2 separate regions of the Sus scrofa genome follow, and region 2 is linked to region 1. Evidence: chromatin contacts called from public HiChIP or PLAC-seq data. All regions are on one chromosome and are shown on one strand. Each heading gives the region's core, a stretch centred on a gene start, on an enhancer-like site or on the middle of the called end of the contact. The rest is flanking DNA. Distances are from core to core; before and after follow the strand shown.

Region 1 (6,830 bases), core at 1,896-4,395:
CAAATTAGTACATTCTGGGGCCTTTCTTAACGGTTTTTCTTGAAGGCCTTCAGCTCTTCATGAGCTCCTCTCCCAAGCTCAATGCCTGCCTTGATCCAGAGGACATATCTTCCTCCTCCCCCACATTCCTGTCCTCATTCCCTCTGGGGCAGAGGGCACTATCATTCCAGTGGACTTAAGCTCAGATTCTTAGATAAGTCCCTGAGGGGTGTATGCAAGGTATTTAAATATTGCGGGGAATGAGGACAGATTACCTAGCTGTCTGCTCTCACAAAAAAACAACTAAAACCATAAACGAGGGCAAGCTGGGCCTCTTGGATGGTAGAACTGATTTCCAGAGCTTCTGCAGCTAGCAAGTGCCTAGCACATAGTAGGGGCTCCTTACACATATGTGGAATACTGAGCTGGCTCAGCCTCTCAACCAGGCTGCAGTCTGGGAAGGATGGCCTTCTAGGGCTCCTGTCTGTACTTTACTCTGGGAACTTGGCCTACCCCCTTCTTTTGTTTGGTTAACTTGATCTGCCTGAGGAAAGAGCTGTAAGTATTTCACTGTGGAGTCCTAGTATGTATGAGGAGATAGATGTTGATTTCTTGTCCCCTGATAGATTCCTAGAGCAATATTTAAAAAAGAAAAGGAAGAAGAGGAAGAAGAAGGAAAACAAGAGGAAGGAGAAGGGGAAGAAGAAGGAGAGAGAGGAGAAGGAGAAGAGGGAGTTCCCATTGTGGTGCAGCAGAAACGAATCTGACTAGCATCCATAAAGATTCAGGTTTGATCCCTGGCCTCGCTCAGTGGGTTAAGAATCTGGCATTGCCTTGAGCCATGGTGTAGGTCACAGATGCGGCTTGGATCCCATGTTGTTGAGGCTGTGGTGTAGGCAGGCAGCTGTAGTAGCTCCAATTCGACCCCTAGCCTGGCAACTTCCATATGCCGTGAGTGAGGCCCTAAAAAGACAAAAGAAAAAAAAAAAAAAAAAAAAAAAAAGAAGATGAAGACAATTTAGAGCCCTGAAAAGAAAAAAAAAAAAAAAAATGAAATGGTTATTTGCTAACAAGGAAGCAAACATGAAAGGAGGGGAGAAAATTCAGGTATTGCTAAGAAATGTAAAAGGGGATTCCTGATCATTTCCTCCTTGACCCTTTATCCATGGGTGACTGTCATGCTCCCTGGCAGCATTTTCTAACTTGGCATTTGTCTGTCAAGTGACTATAGCTGACTGTTGTGACTTGCTGGGCTGTCTGAGACAGAAACTCTAGAAGGAGGGTAATTTGCTTTTGGCCTTCTCTCTAGCCTACCCAAATCAAAAGGCCTGTGTCCTTCACTCTAAGGCTGGGTAAAGTAAAGGATTGAATGGGCTCTGGATTCTCATACAAATTCCTCATTCAACCAGGCTGACGGGCTCCAAACATATTATAACTTTCCAAGAGATAGTGAAGGAGATGGAAGGGTTTAGAGGGAGATGAGAGAGAATTTTAGAGAAAGAGATAAGGAAGGTGGGGGGGGGTAGTGGGTCTCAGATGTCTGTGTACTCTGATTTTTATAATTTTAAGAGCCAAGAAAAAATTTTTTTGGCCTTTTTTAGGGATGCACCGGCGGCATATGGAGGTTCCCAGGCTAGGGGTCGAATTGGAGCTGTAGCCACTGGCCTATGCCACAGCCACAGCAACACCAGACCCAAGCCCTGTCTTTGACCTACACCACAGCTCACGGCAACACTTGAGCAAGGCCAGGGATCAAACTTGCATCCTCATGGATGCTAGTCAGATTCATTTCTGCTGAGCCATAATGGGAACTCCAAGAGCAAATTTTTAAGAATTAATTTGTATGCCCTATTTAGAATTCCATATAAGACCAACTTTGAGACAAAATGTGTGTAAAATATAGACTGGGAATGTCATAAGATCAGGGTTGAAAGGTTATTTAAAGGGAGAGGGGGAGTTGTCTATTGGTGGTTACTAAATTCCTAACTGTGTATTTTCAAAGCTCTATCATTGACTCATAAGATAACGCTAGGAAAACAGGATTTCTAAGTATTGATAAGCAGCAATTTAGCAATCTTAGAGATGACCATCAAAAAGTTTCCTTGTTACAAAGTTATCTTACTGTGACTTTTTAAACTGGGCCCTTTGGGGGTATCGATACAGAGGAGAGTGAGTGCTGGGGGACAGGGGTCTCCAGGGTGGGCTGTTCACAGGAGCAGATGAGGTGCCTTCCTTCAGTCATGGCCACGGTGGGAGCATTGACTCCATAGAAAGCAGCACACCTCCAAATCAGTTTTTCCTGGAGTGCTCCTTGTTAAATATTTACTAGCACACCTCTGAAGCAGATCCGCTTTTACTTGTCGTAAAAGAGTAAATTATAGGGAATGTCTGTGTGAGGTAGAGCTCTTGAAAAAGGTTTCATGACCACAAAGAAATTTCAAAACCATGCTGCAGTGGGAAATTTTCTTTTTTTTTCTGAGTAACATACATAGTGACTATTATAATTTGAAGACTTATGAATCATTTTATTATTTACATGGGTATTTAAGAGACTGCATTGATTTTACTATTTACTAAAACCATAGCAGTTATGTTACATACCATTAGCTTTCTAATAAATCCTCATACAATGACAGTTTAAAGTACTTTGAGATGTTTTAAGATGTATCAAAAAGAAAAACCCTTGGTCGTGAGCTTAGAGTTTAGTAAATATAGCTCTGTTGGATTAGTCAGTTAAGTAATTACAAAAATGGATGTGTTCCAGAAAAATGCCACTCCTTTACGTATTATGGGCCAGGGAGCAATGTTAATATTTAAATCGTTGTTAACATTTTTGTTCCTTTTGGGTTATGGTATTGAAATACCGTATTGATTTAATCCACAATGTTTTGGGCTCCCTAGTTTTTTTTCCTTCTCCTGTTTGCTGAAGTGACTCCCTAAAATTTCACTTTTGAGAACTAATATGGTCAATCACGTTATCATCAAGTGTTGGTGATTAAACCACTTTCCCTAAATTCTCCGAGCCCACCCACCCCAGTTGCTGCTTCTTTCTCAGGCTTTGTTAGGTCAGATTTCAGGTCACTATTTGGGCTATTTTTACTTTGGTTTCTTATCCCATGAGGCTAGCTGGCTTAAGGGAGGGACGATGCCAAGATGCAAATTGGGCATAAGGGGAGGGAGAGAGCTCATTTTGGTATATGCCTAAAACATGTTCTTGGCCTGTTAATCCGGGAGCTCTGCATGGGGATTTTAGGCACCAGGCCTTTGATTTCTCATATTTCATTGCTTCTAAATATCTTCTTCAGGACCTGTGGTGAGGAGAGATGTCTGGGCTGAGCAGGAGTTGGGTACTTTTGGGCCCCTTGGCTTAAGCATGAATATCATTACAGTAAGGGCCGCCATGAATGGCTGTCTGCTTTTGAACTGCAATTACCTGCCCCTCCTCTCCTTCAGCCAGGCTCTGATGCAGGGCACCCTTCAGGCCTGTTTCTTCAGGCCTGTAATCCTCTAATAGCGATGATTCCATTAAGTACACAGATTCTAACCCTGTGTCCCAGTATCCCAGGACTGAAAAACAGTTATTGTGAGTGCAAACCTCAGCAAGACATATACTAAAATTTGACCCATACAGGAAAAATTAACATTATTGGTGGATGCCAGGGGTGGGGTAAAACAGGTGAATGGGGTCAAAAGGTACAAACTTCCAGTTAAAAAATAAATAACTTGGGAGTTCCTGATGTGGCTCAGTGGTAACGTCCCCCACTAGTATCCAATGAGAATTCGAGGTCAAACCCTGGCCTTGCTCAGTGGGTTAAGGATCTGGAGTTGCTATGAGCTGTGATGTAGGTCACAGATGTGGCTTGGATGGATCCTGAATTGCTGTGGCTGTGGTATAGGCCAGCAGCTGCAGCTCTGATTAAACCCCTAGCCTGGGAACTTGCATATGCTGCACACGAGGCCCTAAAAAGATAATGAAAAAAAAAAAAAAAAGAAAGAAAGAAGTTCTTTATGTACAGTGATGGATGTTAATAGAGTGTGGTGATCATTTTCCAACATTTGCAAAGATCGAATCATTATGTTCTACACCTGAAACTAATATAATGGATGTCAATTTTACCTCAATTAAAAAAATTATTATTTTGGGAAGGGAAAATAAACCAGTCCTCATTGTATAAGGCTCTTTTTCTTCCCTGAGAATGAGTTCTTTTGTTGGGAGGTTTTCTGAATGTTACACATACCCCGATCTCCCCCTACTAATTTGCCAGACTTGTGTGGATGTGTTTGAATTTAAGTAGCAGACCCAGTCTGGGTCCATAGTCAGAGGCCCATCAGGCCCATTTGTCAAACTGCAAGGTCAGTTTGACAAACATGCCCAGGCATGCTTGAAACTCAGCAGAGGATAATAGATTTCTCACTATGTAAACAAAGTAAGGAAGCAGGAAAAGAAGCAGAGGTCAAAGAAAGAATGAAAGGAGAGCAGGACATTGTATCACTGTCTGCCTCAGGTCTCCCTTTAAATTGCAGTTTGATAGTTCATTTGGTACAAAAATTGTGGTACAGCCAGTGGTTTGCCTTTCTTCTCTCCACATTTTGGATTATCAATACTTTGTGAGTCAGGCTCTTTGCTGGCCTAGGTATGGTGCTCACCAAAAATGCTTAAGAAACATTTTTGACAAGGAATGGTGACCAAAAAAACTGAGATGTGAAACTAAAACAAATGAAAGAATTTGTTATTTTGCTTTGAACTGACTACACTGTGAAAAGAACAGCCTCTTTCTGCAGCATGATGTAGTTCTGCTGTGACCACTTTAACCATGTCTCTTCAGTGACTGTTTTGCAAACTGGGTCATTTGTAGTGTGCACCTTTAAAGATGGCAGCACGAATTCCTGCTGTCAGCTTCAGGTCAGACACAGTGGGGAAAGAACTCCCACAAGTTGGAACTGATCATCTTGATTGATTTTTCATTAGTTCTGGTCTTTCCAAGAAACAATGAACATATAGCTGTTGTGACCAGTAGGTTTAAACCAAGTCACATAAGAGAGACTGTTGCTGAGTGTCTCCCTTATACTTTGCAGGATTTGCAGGGGTCATTTGCTCTCTAGGGTTTTTCTGGAAGAACCCCCTTTCCTGCCCCAATCTTGTTTACAGTCATCCCTGAATCATTAAACTCTAGTACATTGAAGACAAATCTTGAAGCATTCCCTATAGTTTACATTGTCATCTCTAGCGCCTTCTAAATCTAGAAAATGTTCCATGTATATATATATTTGTATGTATTTATTATATATATATTTAATTATATATATATATATATATTAAACACAACTCTATTCTTGCTTAAGTCTGCCTTATTCCCATATTCAAACCTTTGCCCTGGAGGTCTATCATCTTTCCCAGTGGCTCTAGAAGTGTTCTTATCCCCTTCAATTTCATAATCGTCTTCCAAATACATAGACAAATGGGTCATTTATAACTATCGTATTTATTTTCTCCCTGCTCAGCTTTTCTAAACCTCCCATGAGGGAGGCTTCTGTTTGCACCATTTCACTGAAACTGCTCTAAAAAACCACTGATGGCCTTTATCCAGAAGTGTTTGTGTAAAACTCTGGAATTCTCTGGAAACATGCTTTCATATATTTTGTGTCATGAGATAATAGTAGATTAAAAACAATCATAGGTTTAGTAAAACACAGTAGAACTGCATTAGCATTTGAGTAGTTTAGGAATGTATTCTGATCTGCTGCGGTAAAAATCATATCTCTGTCCTTCTCTGCCCTCAAACACAGAAACCATCTATGGCAGAAATCTGACATAAGATATTTATTTCTTTAAGCCAGCCCTGTTCTCCAACACATCTAATGCATGTGTTAGAGAATAGTATTTATTTACTATGTGTGGCTGTCACCTAGAAGCAGGCATAGTTTATTAAAAAAAAAATCAAGTTAGTCACAGGGATAAGAATTCTATAGACCATTGACAGAGGAAGTCTTTTTTTGGTTACTGGAGAGCTAGTCCATATACAGAATGGACCATGCTTGCTCTTTTGAAGTCTCATTCTTTAGCAGAAAAGCAAAGCTGTATCAGATCTGAATATGAAGTACTAAAGCAGCTCTGGAGATAGCAAGCAACAGTCTATGTTACAGGGTTAACATACTCATTTAATTTCATTGGAAAAAATAATGAAACTGGTGAAAAGTATTTATGGAACCAGAGGAGAGCATATTTTGCTGGTTTTACTTTATGTTTGAAGTTTTGGGTATAGCTCTGCCCATAAATACTGAAATGCCTAGCATAAAGAACGCAGCCTGGGGCATACCCCATAAAACTTACAGTGCAATTAAATGAGCAATTTCCACTGGATATAAAACGGGCATGTTGAGTGGAATATGAATTAAACCGTGCATAGGACTCAGGCCTGCATTAGGCTTTGGAGAGGAACCAGCTGGTTTTGGTAGCCACGGATGCAGTCCATCTATAGGTCAAGGCCAGTAAGTAACAAAAGATAACTGTAGTTAGCATGAAGATCAGGGCATTCCAAATTATGGTTAATAAAATTCCCTTGTCATTATGTCTCCTGGAAAGGCTCAGCAAAATGACGACTGATAGGAAAGGATTAAATCTGACTCTCCATTACACTGCAGACACACTTAGTTCCACCGTTGTGTTTGCTATACAGAATTTTTGACATGTCCCTCAAACTTTATTTTCACCTTCTGAGTATTCACTCCTACATCACAGTCCCTCAGGTGTCCTTAGATAGCATTCAAAAAGATTTCAACTGGAAAACTGAACAGGCATGAACACAAATATCAGTTGGTATAACAGACCACACTCTATCCTCGTTCATTTA
Region 2 (6,753 bases), core at 2,053-4,552, 77 kb before region 1:
AATTAATTATATGGGTGATGGGACAGCCAAGAAACCAGACAACCTAGAGAGTAACAGCCTCAGGAAGACACTTGCCAGCCTTAGGGCTTGGAGGGGTGAAGTGGGGAGGTGGCATTCCAGCTCTGGCCTGCCCTCCCAGGGCTGGCACCGAGTTAGGAGCTGGGCCACTAAGAGAGGGGCTCTTCCTCCTGCCCTCCAGGGTTTCTCCAGTGTCCCTGCCCCCTCTCCCAGACTCTTGGTGGAATGGGAGCAGGGACAGAGCAGGAGCAGTATGGGGAAGGGATCTGGAGGTCACCGGCAAATGACCAAAGCAGTCACATAGCTGGTAAGAGCTAGAGCCAGGACTGGAACATTCTTTGCCATCAAAGTCCTTGTACTTATCTTTAAACCATCTTCTTTTCAGGAACCTTAGACCAGACCTGGTGCTTGGCCTGTGGGGCACTTGTCACACCTGTGGGGGGTGGGGGGTTGCATGGGAATCCCATACAGCGGAGGTCAACTATATTCTTATGTCCGTGGAACATTTTATGCTGTATATTCCTTCTCGTTAGTGCAGCCCACATGTATTGACTGCAGAGTAATTCAGTAATAAGGAAATCTTAGGAATTCCTCTCCGGAGTGCAGATGGAGGCTCCTTCAGGGGAGTGCCCAGATTAGATAAGCAGTCCCATTGTTGGGAGGTTCTGTGTACCCACCCCATGATGAGGTCCCCTGAGGTGCCAGGGCCAGATTGATTATCTATGGAAGTTTCTGATGTTGCCAAAGGACTTGGGCCTCTGGGTCTTGAACTTGGGGTGGGGGGTGGGGCGGTGTCAGAAAGGAGGGAAAGCATCTCAGGAAGAGCTGGGGGAACTTCGTGTCTCTTCTGTTGATGTTGATGAATAAAGCCTTTTCTCCCCAGAGAGGAGTAGCTGTTCCTGCAGGACTCTAGGAAGCCTGGGGCTCCTGAGTTCACGGCTCTTGCCCGCTGCTGCAGGTTTTCAAAGTTCACTTGATTACAGCATGGTTGTGCTGTCAAGCGTCAATGTCAGGGTGTGTGCTGGCAGAGATAATCATGGAGACAGAGGGGACAATTAATTAGTCTTTCATTTCCTTTCTGTTACCAACTCACTTGCAAAGTTTTAAAGAGAACCAGCCTTTGGATGTTACATCAGAATACAGACAACTGGCAATTTCATGGGCAAGCAAAGGGGAAAAACTAACATTTACTGAACAGCTGCTGGTACTGTAGTAGGTCCTGGACATGTTCTCACTTGATCTTGACAATCTTTGGTGATGGCGGCTGTTACCCTCTTTTTACAGATGCAGAAACCTATTCAAAGAGGTAAAGTGACTGTCCAAGGCCATGCTGCTCTCCATGGCAGGACGGGGATTTAGAAAGTCCCTAATCACGGGTCTCCCTTCCCTGTTTTCCTCCTCCTTCCTTCCCTTTCTTTCCTTCCTTATTTAGTGACTGGAGGTGTTTGTTAGATGCTGACAAATGAGAGACTCCTTTACAAAGATTCATGAAGACTATGTCTCTACCTCAGGGAGCTCACTCAGTGTTCATCAAAGAGGGTGCTGCTAGCAAACGGCCTGGACTTCTCTCTTGAGTGGGGGACTGTCCCACATTACAGGATATTTAACATCATTGTGACGATCAGAAAGGACCCTTCCCCCTGCCCCCACCCTCACACAATTCCAATTGCTTCTAGGTGGTCCTCCCAGTCCCAGTAGAACCACTGTGATACAATGACTTCTGGGGACAATCTGAAGCTGTCCCTGTTTGTTCTGGATATTCCTGTTTGTTCTCAGGAAACCTCAGGCTATGAATTCCTTGTTCTTTGCAGGGAGGCCCACCATCTCCTCCGATGGCAGCGTGTTCACACCTCTTATTCTAAACTAGAGAGGGTGGTGGGAGAGAGAACACACGAAGTGATGAAAGCTCTAGAAACCAGAGGGACCAGGTACATTTCACTTCCTCAGGTAGCATGTCTCGTCCAGTTCCTTGAACACAGAGCATTTGTATTCGATCCAGTGACTGTTACTGCTGATAGTGACCATTTCTGCAGCCTAGAGCTGCAAGGAACTGGTCCTAAAAAGATAAGCTAACCACTTTTTAAATTTTCAAGGTTAAGTTAAAAGTCATTTGCCCTGTCTCCCTAGGTCTTGACTGCCCGTTTTTTACAGGGTACTTTTTGGAAGAAGTCTGGATAGTAAGGGAAAGCTATAGAATACCTGGAGAGGTTGAGATATTGTGGTGATAGACTGAGGCTTTAGAAACAAAGTCTAGAATGGGGGGAAGTGAGGTTACCCACTTTTTTTTGTCTTTTTTTCTGACCATCAACCAGAGGGGAATAGCTAGTATCCTTTAAGAAAGTACATTTAATCAACATTTATATTGACTAATTGACTATTGACTAATCAGCATATCATCCAGGTTACCAAATTCCTTAATGGCTATTTGAAAATACTACATTTGTTCTCTCAAAAGTTCTCTCAAACACTCAAAAAGTTTTATTATTAACTCGAAGGAGCATGCCTTTATAGTTCTTAAGGTATTATATTTTGTTTTTAGTAGATTACCCAAAGAATAATTTGAAGTGTTGTTATCATGAATGAAGTTAAGTAATTTTCTATGACTAGTAGTGGGGTCATACATGATATTAAACGTTATACCTTTGTTATTTACGCTAGGGTTTAATTAGAATCCTTCAACCCTAGACACCTTAGCTACACAGTGAAAATACGCAGTATCTGTAACTTATTCTGTTTTGTTTTGTTTTTTGTCTTTTTTTTGCTATTTCTTTGGGCCGCTCCCACGGCATATGGAGGTTCCCAGGCTAGGGGTCGAATCGGAGCTGTAGCTGCCAAGCCTACGCTGGGGCCACAGCAAGCCGGATCCGAGCTGCGTCTGCAACCTACACCACAGCTCACGGCAACACCGGATCGTTAACCCACTGAGCAAGCGCAGAGACCAAACCCGCAACCTCATGGTTCCTAGTTGGATTCGTCAACCACTGCGCCACGACAGGAACTCCTGTAACTTATTCTAATTAAGGATTTAATTAGAATCCTTCAACCCTAGACACCTTAGATACACAGTGAAAATACTCAGTATCTGTAACTTACTCATTCCGCAAACATTTATTAGGTATTAACACGCCCTGAGGAATTTCAGGCCGTAAAGTCGTTTCAATCCTTCAAGATAACATAGCAAAAATATTGTCCTCCTTGAAGGACATTTGCTTCTCAATTTCCCTTCCTCCTAATCAATCAGTCCCTTTGTTCTTTGTACACCTGGGTTATAGGGCATGCTTCATATCATAATGAGTTATAAATGACACCTCTATCTCTTCTGCTTAATGTAGGACTTCCTCTCGGGCAGGGATTGTATTTCAGTCATTTTTGTAACTGGTGGCTGGCACCACGCCTAGTGTTTATTTAATAGTAGTTGCTCAGCAGATGTGAGTGTGAGTTTGTTACTGCCCTCTAGGAACTTGGTGTTTATACAAGTTAGGTTCACTGTGATATATGACAGCACAGAGGAGAAAAATGTCTCTTCCAACTGGGCTGCTCAGAGAGGACATCTCAAGGAGGTAGCAGATTATCTAGACTTTTTTGGAAGTAGGATTCCTTTTGGCTTAAACTTCAGTTGGAAGCCCGAGGAAGCGGGCAGGCATGAGCTGGCCTGGGGCAGCGCGTAGGGTTGCAAGGGTTGGAAGGGTGAACCTGGGGCTGGCTGAAGAGGGCTTTTGGTGCCCACGCATGGGGTTTCACATTCATAAAAGGCATCTGGAAACCAGAGAAGGTCTTGGAAAGGGCAAGACATAGGAGCTGGGTGTGGACAGGAAGTTATTATGGTCTGTGCACCAGAAGGTGGGCAGGTTGGGGCAAAGAGATGGTGAGGGGCTATGGCTGTGGTGTGACTCAATTGCCTTGGCATCAGCACAGTAGTGAGAATCTGTTCATTGTCAATCTGATCAGTACCACCTCTGTTAGCCATTTAAGAGGAAAAATTTTAAGCCTCCTTTTAAAGGAGGGAGTAGGAATTTCTCTTGTGGCACAGCAGGTTAAGGATCTGGTGTTGTCATTGCAGTGGCTCAAGTTGCTGCTGTGGCTCGGCTTCAATCCCTGGCCCGGGAACTTCCACGTGCTGTGGGTGCAGCATGCATGCATGCATGAACAAACAAACAAACAAACGAGGGAGTGGATTTTTCTCCTTCCGATGGTCTTCTCCTGAACCCATCTGTGCTCAAGCGTGGGCGCCCTGCCATTCCTGTGTTTTAACAAACTCATTGCCAGTGTCTTCACTCCATTGATGAGAGGAAGGAGCCAGAAACAGCTCTTTCTCTTTTAGGATGGACTGTTTTCTTCTCTATGGTGGCACAGGGGGAGTTTCTTTTCCTGCCCTCCTCTAAGATCCATTTCCTCTCACTGCCTTCATCCAGCTGGACCTATTTCATCCTTGCCTTCCAGTCCCAGTGATTAGCACTATTTACCCCCCCCCAAAAAACAGACAATATCCTCTCTTTTTTTCTCCCACGGGCTTTGCTTGTGCGCCCTGAGCGAATAGAGGTAGGCATCTCGCAACGTTGGTGGTGGCAGGTGCAGTCACTCGGGCTCTTCCCAATGCCAACCAGGTTCTGAGTGCTTTACATACTTGATTTTTGTCGTGTGCACTTCTTACTCTGCCCTGTGAGGCAATGAGCCTTGTCCCTGACTTACAGGCTGAGAGCCGAGGCCCAGAGAGGTTGATAAATATACGATGGGAATGCTTCAGTCCTGTCATCATGGGATGTGGCTAATTATCTGGGTCACATGTTCTTAGAATTAAGTAAAAGAGAACTGAGCACAAGATCCAGCATACGCTATACATTCAGCAAACCTGGTGGCTGTGGTGATTGTCAGGGAAGCTTGGGATGTGGGATCTGAGCTTTCCTTGGCCCACTCTAAAAATCCCCCTTTGAATCCTGTGCAATGTGTAATCCATGCCCTTTGCACTCTTTGCTGTAAGCTTCTCATTCTCCTGTAACATGTCCTGGCTTCATGTCGGGGCCAGATTGCTGTGGAGACTGAAGTCTCCTGAGACATAAAACCAATCCACCACCAGGCCCCACATGTGCCCTAGGACAGCAGAGGGCCGCACGCTGCCCGGTCTCTTCTGTGGGGAGACCCCTCCAGTATGTCCACAGGATCCTCAGCTTCCAGCTTAGTCAGATGGATGAACCATCTTTTGAACTCCATCCCAGACACCTTTGCTTTGTCGACTTAATTGCACATCCTGAAAGCTGAGAGTTAAGTTTTTTTTTTTTTTAGGGCCAAATCTGTGGCATATGGAGGTTCCCAGGCTAGGGGTTCAGTCAGAGCTACATCTGCCGGCCACAGCCACAGCCCCACAGGATCCGAACCTCGTCTGCAACCTACACCACAGCTCACGGCAACGGGCAACTGAGGGAGGCCAGGGATCAAAGCCGCAACTTCATGGTTCCTACTTGGATTCATTTCCCCTGTGCCATGACAGGAACTCCGAGGGCTAAATTTTATTTGGGGCAAAATAAGGAGACAGCATCCCAGGTAGCCCCCAGAAACCGCTGCCAGGAGACAAAGGATATAGGATATAGAGGAGTTTTTGCAACAAAGGGCAGGGAGCAGGAGCAAAAGAGGTCTGAAATCATTCTGTATCCTGAGTTTTCACAGCCTTCGGGGCTCACTGGCTCCCCCTTGGAGGTGGCTGCTAGAGATGGCTGCATTCTCATGACTGTGGCATCCTTAGTTTGGTCCACTTAACTACAGCCCAGGTATTTTAGATGGTCTTGAAATACTGCCCTTAACAGGAAAGGGGGCGTATCAGGGTATGTGTGATCAGGTGAGGGGAGAGGTGCACACATTTCACAGAAGTTTGTTGCTGGTCTCGAGAAGGTACTCCTAGTCACAAGGAGCAGCCATCACTATGAGGGATTTCAGTGTTTTTCTAGGTAGGAGCAGATGCAAGAATCGGGCACATAAAATCTTCTAATGATATCTGACTATCTGAAGACCTGTTCTTCCAGTTTCCCCAGAGCAGAGCGCTTCATTCCTGATTTCCACCCTGAGCTCCGCTCAGGGGGTGCTGTGGGTCAGCAGCTGCAGTGGCTCGTGATTAAATCCAGGTAGAGGCAGATGGCAAGTGCAGAACTCCAGTTTGCAGCTTGTAGCAGAATTTCTTAACTCTGTACAGTCTGCCAGTGGACACTGCTCTGTTTTTAGGCCCAGAATCCCAAACAGAAAGAATTTGGGAGGTGGAGAATTTGGGTTGTGGAGGGTTAAACCCACACATGAACGGAGCTGACCCCTGTGGCCTCATCCTCTTCCCAACCCATCTTTAAGTCTCTGAAGACTCAACTATTTCCTTTGGAATAACTACCCCTAAGTGACTCTGGCCTTTAAAAAGGTGAAATGTTTTGTCTGGATGTACACGGAGCATGATAAAGTGAGAAAAAAGAATCTCTACATGTATGTGTGACTGGTCACCTTGCTGTACAGCAGAAAATTGACAGAACACTGTAACCCAGCTATAATGGAAAAAATAAAAATCATTATAAAATTAAAAAAGGGGGGGGAGGATGTAAAATGGTGAAGGGACAGACCTTAAACAAGTGCTGTGAGGAAGAGGATAACACTGAAAACTTTTTACACCTGCTGCCCTTGTGGTTGCCATGCAGTGGCTGATCCATAAATAAAGTAGGAGCTCACCTTCCACATTTTGTATAGTGCTTAGACCCAGAAGCCTCC

What was found. HiChIP or PLAC-seq counts read pairs in DNA pulled down with a chosen protein or histone mark.
Region 2: a contact with region 1 is called in an H3K27ac HiChIP or PLAC-seq map of skeletal muscle, with 2.8 times the contacts expected there. The contact joins two enhancer-like sites. A contact is called at or near these places in 1 of 5 promoter capture datasets (liver), 9 of 47 Hi-C or Micro-C datasets (embryonic fibroblasts, epiblast stem cells, fetal heart ventricle and 6 more) and 2 of 2 datasets of contacts at active chromatin or transcription factors (alveolar macrophages and skeletal muscle).

What each region holds. Positions count from the first base shown.
Region 1 is chr15:82,916,951-82,923,780 of Sscrofa11.1, reverse strand. All of the region lies in intron 2 of LOC110256983 (a long non-coding RNA gene), which reads left to right. Among named protein-coding and RNA genes, the nearest start is that of HNRNPA3, 38 kb to the left of the region's middle. Within about 2 kb of position 3,145, at least 15 of the 83 cell types and tissues checked have an H3K27ac peak or open chromatin away from gene starts, as enhancers often do. A contact at or near this core is called in skeletal muscle, where this site is marked.
Region 2 is chr15:82,994,345-83,001,097 of Sscrofa11.1, reverse strand. All of the region lies in intron 3 of NFE2L2 (nuclear factor erythroid 2-related factor 2), which reads left to right. Among named protein-coding and RNA genes, the nearest start is that of HNRNPA3, 39 kb to the right of the region's middle. Within about 2 kb of position 3,302, at least 7 of the 83 cell types and tissues checked have an H3K27ac peak or open chromatin away from gene starts, as enhancers often do. A contact at or near this core is called in skeletal muscle, where this site is marked.